Regions from separate parts of the Zea mays genome. Here region 1 is linked to region 2. A link is a contact called in public Hi-C data. All regions are on one chromosome and are shown on one strand. The core of a region is the stretch at or near the end of the contact, and the rest is flanking DNA. Distances in the headings are between cores, read along the strand shown.

Region 1 (6,314 bases), core at 1,964-4,463, 540 kb before region 2:
TAAATATTGGTTTAATTCTAAGTAACATTTGCACTTATATTATGCAAACTAGTTCAATTATGCACTTATACATTTGCTTTGGTTTGTGTTGGCATCAATCACCAAAAAAGGTGAGATTAAAAGGGAAATAAGCTGACACCTTTTCCTAATTGATTTTGGTGGTTGACTTGCCCAACACAAATAATTGGACTAACTAGTTTGCTCTAGACTATAAGTTTACAGGTGCCAAAGGTTCACAATAAACCAATAAAAAGACCAAGAAAGGGTTCAAACAAAGAGAGCAAAAGACAACCGAAGTGTGCCCTGGTCTGGCGCACCGGACTGTCTGGTGCACCAGGGAACCCAACTCCGAACTGCTCACCTTCGGGAATTCTAGGAGCCGCTCCGCTATAATTCACCGGACTGTCCGGTGTAGCACCGGACTATCCGGTGTAGCACCGGACTATCCGGTGTGCCAGCGGAGTAACGGCTACACAGCGCCAACGGTCGTCTGCAACGAGCAGTTAATGCGCTACAGTGCGCGCAGAAGTCAGAGCAGAGCCAGAAGGCGCACCGGACTGTCCGGTGGCCCAGCTGTCAGAAGCTCCAACGGTCAGAACCCAACAGCCGGGTGACGTGGCTGGCGCACCGAACAGTGTCCGGTGGCGCACCGGACTGTCCGGTGCACCATGCGACAGCAGCCTCCACCAACGACTCCTTTGGTGGTTGGGGCTATAAATACCCCCAACCACCCACCATTCATTGCATCCAAGTTTTCAGCCTTCACACCTCATACAAGAGCTATAACATTCAATACAAGACATAAACAAGAGATCAAATCCTCTCCCAAGTCCAAAAATCATTCCAATCAAATAGTGACTAGTGAGAGAGAGATACTTGTGTTCATTTGAGCTCTTGCACTTGGATTGCTTTTCTTCTTCCTTATTTCTTGTGTTCAACTCACTTGTAATCAAAACAAGAGACACCAAGTTGTGGTGATCCTTGTAGTGGACTTAGTGTCCCATTTGATTGAAGAGAAAGGCTCACTCGGTCTAGGTGACCGTTTGAGAGAGGGAAAGGGTTGAAAGAGACCCGGTCTTTGTGACCACCTCAACGGGGAGTAGGTTCGCAAGAACCGATCCTCGGTAAAACAAATCACCGTGTCATTCTCTCTTATTCGCTTGTGATTTGTTTTCGCCCTCTCTTTCGGACTCGTATTTAATTCTAACGCTAACTCGGCTTGTAGTGTGTGATTAAGTTTGTAAATTTCAGTTTTGCCTATTCACCCCCTTTAGGCGACTTTCAGTAGTGTAGTGGTAGCTACGAGCACATTTGCTTAAGTGGCCTCGGGTTTGAATCCCCTAAGGGCCATTTATGTTTTTTAATTTAGTTTTAGCTAGGTGTGCGATGTATATGGGAATGGGCTTTGCGGGGATGGGAGAATGAAAAAGGCAACAAGGAATGAGAATGATAGAACAGAGAGTAGTGGCAGAACATGAGAATGGACTGTGCGGGGAGGGGAATGAGAATGGTAGAACGGGGAAGGAGGGAATGGGAATGACAGAACACGGAATGGCAGCAATATATATAATAGGTGAGTGCCCGTGCGTTGCAACGGGAACATATAATATCATGATAACTTATATACAAAATGTGTCATACATAAATTTTGTTATTTTAATTCAGTTGTTTCACTACTACATTGCAACCATCAGTATCATGCAGACTTCGATATATGCCACGATTTGCATGGTCTTATCATTGAAGAGCACGTGCCACACCTGCCGGTAGAAGTTTCCTCGTTAGTCATCAAACATGCACCACCATACACGCTTGCTTAAATAAAAAGGCAAGTGTGTGTGTTGCGAAGAGAATTAAAGACATGCCGGCACAAAAGCTACCCCGACGATAAAGAGTGGTCATTGTTGTCGGTCCTCCTCTGCGTCACCTTCAGCGCCGAGATGACACCACAATCCTTGATATAGTAGTCGTCGAACGCGCGCGACATGGCGAGTACCGATGACTCTTGGCTGGGCTGCCAAACGAAGTGCACCCTGTGCTCATTAGTGAGGTAGTACACCTAGCCGTTGCACCACCGGATGTGCTACTCCTCTACATACATCTTGTTTGAGGACACTCACACAATGTCAGCAACGACCCTCGTCCCAGCGCACAAGAATTCATGGCCGGTGAGTAGCGACTTACGTGGCAGGTCGGGCTTCAGGTGGATGATGAGCTGGACGGCGTGATGGCGCCGTCGTCGGATGCGGTGCCCAGAACAACACGAGAGTCGCCGGCGTTGGCGACGACCATGAGGTCCCCCTGTTTGACGATGGAAAGCACGGTGCAACCGCTCTGGACCGTGTTCAAGCGGCGGCTGCGCTGGAGGTTGCCGTACATAGCGACGCATACGGCCACGTAGGACTGCTTCGAGAGGTCGAACTGACAGTCGCCAAGCTTCTTCTCATCGTCGATGAGCGACGCCAACGCGAGCGCCTCCTGCTAGTGGTGTTTGTTCGGGGTTTCCAAGTAAGAAACATGGATTCATTTTTGACGTTGGTTTATAAAAATGACTCAAAGTCAGATCCATGAAAAAATATTACGGAGAAAAATGTCACACATGCAAAAAAAAGAATTTAAGTTGAAAACATTATTCAAACAAAAGGAATTGCATGCAAAGCTCTTCTTAAAATACTACTCCCTCCATCCAAAAATATAAGTCAAGAATCTCGGTGATACTTATCTATTGCTACACATGTGCAATGGTAGCAGGTGGGCTTCGTGAGAGATGTAGTAGATGTTTTTATTATAATAGATGTAGATATAAACACACATGTAGTGTAGTGGTAGCCAAGTGGTCTCGAGTTCGAATCCCCTTAGGGCCATTTATGTTTTTTAATTTAATTTTAGCTAGGCGTGGAATGTATATGGAAATGAGAATGAGTTTTGCGGGGACGGGAGAATGAGAAATGCAACAAGGAATGAGAATGACAGAACAAAAAATAGTGGCAGAATATAAGAATGGACTGTACGGAGAGGAGAATGAGAATGGTAGAACGCGAAAGGAGGGAATAAGAATGACAGAACACGAAATGATAGACTATCCTTAGTGTCTTAATAAGTAGTACATATGTTGGACTAAAGGCCCCAAGAGTAACAGAGCGTTAGGTATGTATCTTCTTACATAGCATTTCTTTATTTAATTGACCTAGTGAGTACTAGTGAGTATTGCACTAACTCTAATCGGTTAATTCAGGATTATCCGAATCCGAATCCAATTTTCCGGTACCCAAATTTTTAGATACTTATTTTGGATACAATTCATCATATATCTACTTTCAAAACTCAAATTTTGCAAAATTGAGTTACCTGACCTAATTTTTTTTTAACCCGAATGTCCACACCTCGTTCGGTAGGTCCCACTTTAGGGCGCCAGTCTATAAAAAACGGCGGTCTGCCCTAAAGCCCTCTCTCCCAAAGCCATCTTCCTTCCGCGGACTAGTTTTTTCTGAAGATTCGGCGATGGCGGCGACGATCCAATCCGTGAAGGCGCGCCAGATCTTTGACAGCCGCGGCAACCCTACAGTCGAGGTGCGGACCTGCTGGCTTATCCACCCCGTATCTACTTCTATCTGGTCGGATCGGATTGGTCCATCTCGCCACGGTGTTGTCATATTGCGCGGCTGGCTGATCTCGCTACAGGATTTGGGTTTCTGGAATATTTTTTAAATTAAAAGTGGACAAATTTTAGACCGTTTAAATGTTGAGGGTTTGAGGGTTTTACGTGGTGGGTAGGATGTAGATCCGTGGAACTGGGCGATGTGTATTGTAGTCTCTTCGGTTTCGTATCGAAGTACTCTCTCTCTGCTAAAATATTAGTCATTTTCAAACATTCTTTCCAATTAACTTCGACCAAATTTATAAAAAAATAAAAAATAATATTTATAGTATATAATTGGTATCATTAGATAGGTCTTAATCTATTTTCATAAATAAACTTATTTGGAGATACAAATATTGCTAATATTTTCTACAGATCTAGTGAAATTTAAGAAATTTTTACTGGCACGAATACCGTAATGACCACTATTTTGGGACGGGGCAGAGGGAGCAGTAAGGATGAATGATGTTACTGAACTTGGTTGGTCTCTGGTACGGTATTCTGTCCCCACTTGTCACCTGTTTGCGAGATACAGCAGATTATGTTATCTTTACTGTCAGTTCGAAATGATTCTTTCTTTCTGGGTAGTTATGGTCCATGCTTTTGACTAAAAAACTGCATTAAAATTTGCCAATTTATTGTATAATTGATTCAGTTTTCTTCCATTGTTGTGCCAAAATGAAACGTGTTGGACAATTTTGGTTAAATCTGTAAGCTGGATAGCTAATATTATTAGTTTTATCATTGTATTTATGCCCCAGGTCGACGTGTTTTGCTCAGATGGAACCTTTGCAAGGGCAGCTGTTCCCAGTGGAGCATCAACTGGTGGGTTATTTTGGAATAATATTAGTAGTGTTCAGGTTACTCATTTGCTTTTGCTTTACATCTTTCCATGTTTTGAGCATATCCTCTAATCCTTAAGGTCTATCTTATGTCTTGCAGTAGCTGATAGTGATGTTGTCCTGTTTACAGGTGTATATGAAGCTCTGGAGTTGAGGGATGGTGGCTCTGACTATTTGGGGAAGGGTGTCTCCAAGGTTTATCTTATAGCTGACTGCTTGTTATTAATTAATAACTTAATTTGATCTTCTGTTGTAAAGATTATGTTAACTGTAGAAATAATCTGCTCACCTCTTGCAAGTCTCTGCACGCACATATGTTTCTAGTTATGTATGCTAAGTTATTAACATTGGTTACTATTGAAATCTAGGTATTTAGCTGCTTGTAGTGATTTGATCAATGACCCATGCAGTGGTCTATCCTAAGTTTACAGCTAGGTGTGCACTGTCATATTTTGTTTTGTAAGCTAAAACTTGTATCTAGAGCGCCTACTTATTTTCTCAGTTTCTTTGTGGTTTGATTTGCCATATTGATCCTATGTTCTCTATTACAAATAGAGTACTTGTGGCGTTCTGTTTTACTTCTCGGTTCCAAACTATAAGACATTTTGATTTTTCTAGATACATTGTTTTTACCATTCATCTAGTCTAAACAGTGTACATCTAAGTGCATAGCAGAAATATGTACCCAGAAAACCAACATGTCATAGTTTGGAATGGAGGGAGTAGCTTTGTTATGAGCAGAAAAAAATCAAATAGATTGACATCACAAGATTGGTGCTACTAGATTCATCACGCTAGACTGATGTTTACCTATAACATGATTAATATTGACTGATCATTGGACAAATTGTCCTAGTTGCAGGTCCATATCGTCTGAATGATAGACATAAGTGTCTTAACATAATCATGTACACCTTGTGTATTTGGCTGAAAATGGTCGGTAACCATGTCTTGTATGGAAATGATCCTCAGTCCATTGGGAACTCACCATATTTACAGTTGAAACTATTTAGAGACTATCAAAATGGTGCTTATAGAAATTAGATAATCAAAACTTTGGAAATGGTCATAAATGATGTTACCTTTTTTTTTCAGAAATGATTCCTGGTAAATGGGATCTTCAATTTCCGTGTTCATCCCTAGTTGTCGAGGTGGTCTTAACATGCGTTTAAGTGAACACTTCAGATGATATATTTTAATAGATATTGCTAGACAAAGGGCATGTTTGGTTTGTGGCTAAATGTGCCACACTTTGCCTAAGGTTAGTCGTCCGAATTGAATAACTAACCTTAGGCAGAAAAGTTAGGCAAAGTGTGGCAATTGAGGTAACGAACCAAACATGCCTAAAGTGCCATAATGAAACGTGTGCTGATATCATAGCACACATGCCTTTTAAACCACATCAATGCATGCCTTTTACAATCCGTTCGGAAGCTATTATTAGCAGCCGAACGGAGGCTGCAGCTTTTCTGATTCTATGACACAAATTACTGTGAAAAACGCTGCAGCAACGGCCGGCAAAATACCAGCCAAACGGATTCTTAGGCATTATCTTTCCCAAAATTATTCATAATTGGTAGCTGAAATCAATGGCCTGCATACCTGCCTTTTTAAAATAATGTTTTACAAGGAATTAAGCAAGTATGTCAATGGGTATTTAAGGTCATTCATGATTTGATAAACTTCAGTTTTTGTAATAAATCAATCGAACCTTTGCCAAGGCTCTGTTTGGTTTGTGTCCCCTAGTAGTTGTGCCAAACTTTGGTCAAGGCCAAGACAATTTGGACAGGTTCAGAATAAATGACATTGGATGGCAACCATGCCAAGTCTTG
Region 2 (6,471 bases), core at 2,153-4,652:
GGGTCAGTGGAGCATTGTATGCCAAGGTCGTGAGCCCTGTCCTATTGTCGGGGAATCGATGGGGACAGTTGATGTGTGGGGGGATGGAGTGCCCCTACATGTTGTGTGTTTAGGTTTACCTTACAAGGTTAAAATTCGATTCGAATCGTTTGCTTCTCGCAGCTAATGAGACTGCTTGATCCATTGTACTACATCGAGTAACAAGTGAAAGAGGTTTCTTGAGATAAAGTGTTGACTGCATTAATTTCTTATTGTCATGTATGCTTAGAAGGAAGCAAACCTAGTTTAAGAATGCTATAGAACTTGAATAAGGTAAAACTTGACTTAGACTCAGCTAGTGCCTTTAACAAACCAAACCCTCAGCCAAATAGCTTCATGGTCTAGAGGTAGAGGAGTAGATTCCTCACACCGGGTAAGTATAGCTGAGTATTAGTATACTCAACCTTACTTGTGGCATAATTTTATAGGTTTGTTGCAGGACATGGTTGATGGGGTGACTTGGCCAGCCACCCTGCCACCAAGTTGGACGGTTGAGTGAATTGCTTCCTCCGCAGGCGAGGATCAGGCGGAGTAGTGGGCCAGGCTTCGCTCTACTCCCCATTTATCGTCGTTAGTTATTATCCGATGTATTTAAAAACAATGTTTCTCCATGTTAAACTCCGATTGATGTAATAACTCAAGCACTTCTTTAATCTGTGGTTTCATGTTTTATTGTATTTCTCTATGTCTCACCTTCGTGTGAGAAATTGGTACTCGATCCTTGTTAGTGGTTTTATCGGAACAACAGGAGATACTGGCAAGGGTTACTAGAACCTCGTCGTCAAGCAAGTGAACGTTGAGCAAGGCATTGTAGTGGTTGAGGAAGTACTGTTATTTGTTTTTGAGAACAACTTTATGTTTCTGCACTTGCGAACTTGACAATTTTCTGTTGTGTGATGTTTGAACTCTGTCATGTTGGTTAATAATAGTAGACTTGTTATTTCATTCGTGAATTACACCATCACACATTCCACAACCAGAAATGTCAAGAACTTCTGTTTGCAGTACACATAGTAGCTTGGGACCAACATAACCTACGACATGACACATTACACATGACACTACGACATTTTATAAAATTTCGTCATTTTATTGGTGATGCAAACATAAACTTCATACTTAAGCAGCTCCGGATCCAAGCCGCGCCCAGTGGTGGTGGATTAGATCAACCTGCAACTGAGTATATTTCACTGGATCATGTAGTTGGTCGTACCTATTATTGATGTACTCATTGCGCTCTGACATGGAACCATGAGTAGTGTCCGCCAAAACTCCGATGTTGTCGAAGCTTGTGTTCAAAGACGAAGGACCTTCATCTTCTACGATCATGTTGTGCAAGATGGTGCAAGTTTTCATTATATCTCCAATGTGTTGTGGAGACCAACCATATGCAGGGCCACGCACTACGACCCATCGCTTCTGTAGTACTCCAAAAGTTCGTTCAATGTCTTTTCTAGCGGACTCTTGAATAGTGGCGAAGTGTTGGGTCCTCACATCATACGAATGACAGATTGTCTTGACAAACACTGGCCAGTCGGGATAAATACCATCTGCTAGGTAATATCCCATGTTGTACGTGTGTCCATTGACGGAAAAAGTCACTGGTGGACTATCACCGGTAAGATGCGAATCAAACAGGTTTGAACGCTGAAGAACATTGATGTCGTTACAGCTACCGGGCATGCCGAAGTATGCATGCCAAATCCATAGGTCATATGAGGCAACAACATCGAGGATCATTGTAGGGTGTTTACCGCGACCGGTAAACATCCCCTTCCATGCAGTTGGGCAGTTACGCCACTCCCAATGCATGCAATCCACACTACCAAGCATACCAGGGAAACCGCGTGACTCTCCAACTTAGAGAAGCCTAGCGATATCAGCAGGAGTAGGTTTCCTGAGATAGTACCCCCCAAAAGCGGTTTGGATGGTGGTGCAAAAGTGTTTCAAAGTCTCATGTGGCGTAGATTCACCAATGCGTACGTATTCGTCAACGGCATCCGCAGGAACACCGTATGCAAGGATACGTACGACAACAACAACTTTCTGAAGGGCAGATAGACCTAGCTCACCGGCACAGTTTGGACGCTGAACGAAGTAGGGATCCACTTGTTGCACAGCAAGAACGAGGCGCTCGAACACATAGCGACGCATGCGAAACCTATATTGCAAAATTTTGTCAGTACAAGTGTGAAGTACGTACTATGGACTTGAATAGATGTGCGTACAAAAAAACATACCTCCTCCGGAATTGTGCATCCGTGTAAACCGGTTGCGCGCAAAAGTAGTCGGCTCGGATTCTTGCATCACCACTGATATGGTCACGATGGATTCGAACACGACCGGGAATGGAACCAGCATACCGACGCTCGTTAAGTGCACGACGCCTACGATGTTGGTACGTCGCAACCTCGAGCTCATGTTCTTCATCTTCCATGTCTTGCGCCATCCTAAGAAAAATATTGGAATCTGCGAACCGGTTCATTGTTGTGGAGGAGTGTATGCGAAGTGTGAGTGAAGTGTTGAAGTAGTGATTATTTATAGAAGGGATAGGCTTAGGAGAGAAGCCATGCTCTTGTCGTGCAGCCGAAGCTAGTCGATAGCTTGTTGAAGAAGTGTCGTGGCTTACGGTGGAAGCATGTCAATTTCTAACATTTTTTTTCATACGATTCAAATACTGTGACATGTTTTTTCGACAACAATGACACACAACATAAAATTGAATGTTATTTATTTTGTACAATTCGAAATTATTAATCAACCATTATTTTTAGATTATTATTTCTAAAATTATTGAATACAATATTTTTAGTATCCTTTGAATAGCATGAAATGGGTACAAAACAAAGAAAACAGAAAAAGAAATGGAAAAAGGAATTCTGTTAACACTGTAGCTTTAGGAGACCGAATTTAGGGGACGTTGCTGGAGACACAGAAGATATAGAGAACATAATCTTTTAGAGTGTGCTGTAAAGGACAAAGAATATTCCTTTAGGGGACGAAATTTAGGGGACGCTACTAGAGACAGCCTTAACGTTGAGCTGCATCGCTGGGCGCTATCCCATCCCTTTGTCTCTTCTACACACGATAGCACGCCACAACCAGGATAAACTGTGTAGGCCCCCTTTCAACGTATTCTGTGCACGCTGGTATTTATTAGTTGTGAAAAAGTAATGTTGGATGATATATAGAGTTGTAAAATGACATTTTATGATTATAATGAGACATAGAAGAAGAATTTAGAGTAACCATGCGAGAAAGAAAATTTTAGGGTTTAGGGTACCAAGTTGGAACTCGCACTCGTGTAGCCCAAAACTAATGGAATTAGCCGACGCAAGGCAAGCTTTCCGCTTCCTATTTCGGATTGGGATCATCAGCGGCTGTAGCGTGGACCCGACGGGGGTGTCCGGACCACATCCCTATTTCATCTTGGTACCCCGTCCGTCTCCGATTTCAGAAGCACGGCGGGCTCCCCGGCAGCCTCTACCGAGCAGAAAGCTGAGTTCTACCCCAGGTGAGAGCTGAGTTCAAATTCCCAATTCTCCTCCTTGCTTTCGCAGTTGACATTTAGGCTGGGTCCTTGCGCCGGGCGGGTATGGGAATAAATTTCGGCGGATGGGGAGGAAATTTGTGCCTCTCCGCTGGCTGGCTTGCTGGCATTGGGAAGGGCCCTATTACTCGGTACGATGGCATCAATAGTTGCTCAGGATGAAGAAAACAATCGAACTGTTTTTCTTGTGTCTATACAGAACCGAGGCATGGAGGACGAAGAAAACATCGAGGGAGAACTGTTGCTCGTGGAGTCACAACTCCACGACATCCAAGGTATCATCACAACCAATTATAATAATAGCATTACATGAATTTTTCCATGACAACTTTCATCTAGTTTCCGAACTAGTCATGTACACATTTGAACTTCATGCTTTACAGGACAAATTAAAACATTACTCGATCGCCAAGAGGAGTTGTATGAACGCCAGGCACAGTTGAAGGCTTTGCTCGAAGCATCTAAATTGACCAGAAATACAACAATTAACACATCTTCAGTTGCTCCGGAAGATTGGTCTGGGAGCTTCCCATGGGATCTGGAGGCTGACGATACCAGGTTCAATATATTTGGCATTTCCTCCTACCGATCAAATCAACGAGAAGTAAGTTTATAGGAGACTGGTCTGACATTTTAAACTCTTTCACTCCTCTTGAGTACTGCAGGTGAAAACTCAAATTGCAAGTTTTTATTTTTTAATCAGTACCATTCGGAGTTGCTATAAATTTCATTAGCGAACAACAAATGGTTGCAGTTATTTTCTTCTTAACGCTGTTTTGATCTTGTTTGGATACAGGGACTAAACTTTAGTCTCTATCATGTTGGATGTTTAAATGCTAGTTAGAAGTATTAAATATATTCTAATTATAAAACTAATTACATAGGTTAGGACTAAACGAAATCTATTAAACCTAATTAGTACATGATTCGCTCATATGACACTATAGTAAACATTTGCTAGTCATGGATTAATTAGGTTTAATAAATTTTTCTCGTCGTTTAGTCTTCATCTCTGTAATTTGTTTTATAATTAGGATATATTTAATATCCGTAATTGACATTCAAACGTTCGATGTGACACATACTAAACTTTAGTCAGGGGAACCAAACACCCCCTTCGTATTGTACAGTTTCCTCTTGTACAGTTTCCTCTCATTTTGCACCCATTAAACATATTCTGCTTATAGATAATTAATGCAGTCATGAGTGGAAGAGATGTTCTGGTCATAATGGCAGCTGGTGGAGGGAAGAGTCTATGTTACCAGCTCCCAGCTGTACTTCGTGATGGAATTGCACTGGTTGTCAGTCCTTTACTTTCCCTTATTCAGGACCAGGTGGTTAAAGTGTAAATATTTTTTGGTTTCCCTATACATCCTTGTTCTGATCCTTGAAAAATTTATATCAATCCAGGTCATGGGACTGTCAGCTTTAGGTATACCAGCATACATGCTAACTTCAACTACCAACAAGGAAGTTGAGAAGTTCATCTATAAGACACTTGATAAAGGAGAAGGAGAACTAAAGATATTATATGTGACACCTGAAAAGATCTCAAAAAGTAAAAGGTTCATGTCTAAGCTCGAGAAATGCCATCATGCCGGTCGTCTTTCTCTGATTGCAATAGATGTTAGTAATTACAAGCTTATCTTTTTTTTTTGTCAGCAATGCCCACAGTTATTCATGACATTTACATATCCTGGTTTCTCTCAAAAAAGGATCCTTTTTGTTATTCATCTGTGAACATTTATTTACATTATTTTACTATGCGGTATTGAATGGTTGCTTGCACCTGCAGTTTAATTTTTATTCATTAGCACTATTACATAAAGATTTTATCTGAAATATAAATTGTTTGCCGATGCATCTTTCTTATGTTGGAGGATGGATCCTTCATAACATAAGGAGCTTGTGGGGTGTGTGTGTGGGGGTAATAGGAATTAACAATTTCACATATACTAACATCTAAGTGATACGATCTGTTTTCTTCAAGAAAAAACTGAGTAAAAAGAGTGTTGGTCACTTGTTTTCAATTGCTGTATAGAACCAAAAACAAGGCAACACAATGTTAAAAAGTAGAGATCTTCGTCCTTGAATTGTCATATCTTCGGGATAACGATTCAAGGACGAAGACAAAGTATAATCGAATGGAATACACGAAGTATGACGAAGATATGAGAACTCATCTCCTGTGCCTTAATATTTTATTCCTCTTCTCATATAAGTTTACAATCATACCTTCGGCTTCTTGATGCAAGATAGCACGAAGGTGTTTCGGAGGCTGAGCTATATGAAGCTGTAGCACCTGGCTAAAGGTACTTTATGCGGGATACTGTTCATCTATTTATAGTGGAGATGAACCGACCTAATATAGGATTACAATTGTGCCCTTCACTGTTTACAAATGCCATTAGGGCAGTAGCGTATTTTCTTCAGCTTCGGTTGCGCGGGTTCAAGCCTTCGTTGCCTTCTCCTTTGGCTCGCGCCCGAAACCTCTATGCTGTCGCCGAAGCTATCAGCTTTGGCTAACATTCTTCCACTCGCACGTATGTGCGAAGCTTCTCTGCACGCCTTCCCGTTCGAAGGTTTGCTTCGTTCATCAGTAGAGATATTACTGAAACATACTAGCTTGTGCCGAAGTAAAAAGGTTAAACGAGTGATCTTCGGCATAGAAGGCCCCCAACAAAGAGGGAGGGGGGGAGGGGCCCCTCTACACGCTACGCCTGCCTGCTTCTCCTACATCGACCTCTGCCCTGCCTGTTCTTGCTGCGGCCGCCTCCTCCGTGACTTGCCATCGTCGTCTCGACCACCCTGGGTGTGATGTGATATCCAAGCTCTCTAGTAGTACCTCTATTTCTGGTTGTAGGGGATCTTTTGAGCACCTA

Evidence for each region. Hi-C and Micro-C count contacts between places; a contact is called where the count stands out from the background.
Region 1: a Hi-C map of leaf shows a contact between it and region 2, with 7 times the contacts expected there. The contact joins the promoter of LOC542316 here to the promoter of LOC100382802 in region 2. A contact is called at or near these places in 3 of 25 Hi-C or Micro-C datasets (ear, leaf and an unstated tissue).

The regions. Positions count from the first base shown.
Region 1 is chr1:127,130,508-127,136,821 of Zm-B73-REFERENCE-NAM-5.0, reverse strand. LOC542316 (enolase 2) reads left to right here and starts at 3,213. Exons shown (of 18, transcript NM_001401213.1): 1 at 3,213-3,264; 2 at 3,396-3,570; 3 at 4,402-4,465; 4 at 4,613-4,677. The coding sequence starts at 3,502.
Region 2 is chr1:126,586,670-126,593,140 of Zm-B73-REFERENCE-NAM-5.0, reverse strand. LOC100382802 (Mediator of RNA polymerase II transcription subunit 34) reads left to right here and starts at 3,402. Exons shown (of 21, transcript NM_001175504.1): 1 at 3,402-3,553; 2 at 3,789-3,864; 3 at 3,973-4,193; 4 at 4,777-4,923; 5 at 5,000-5,215. The coding sequence starts at 3,798.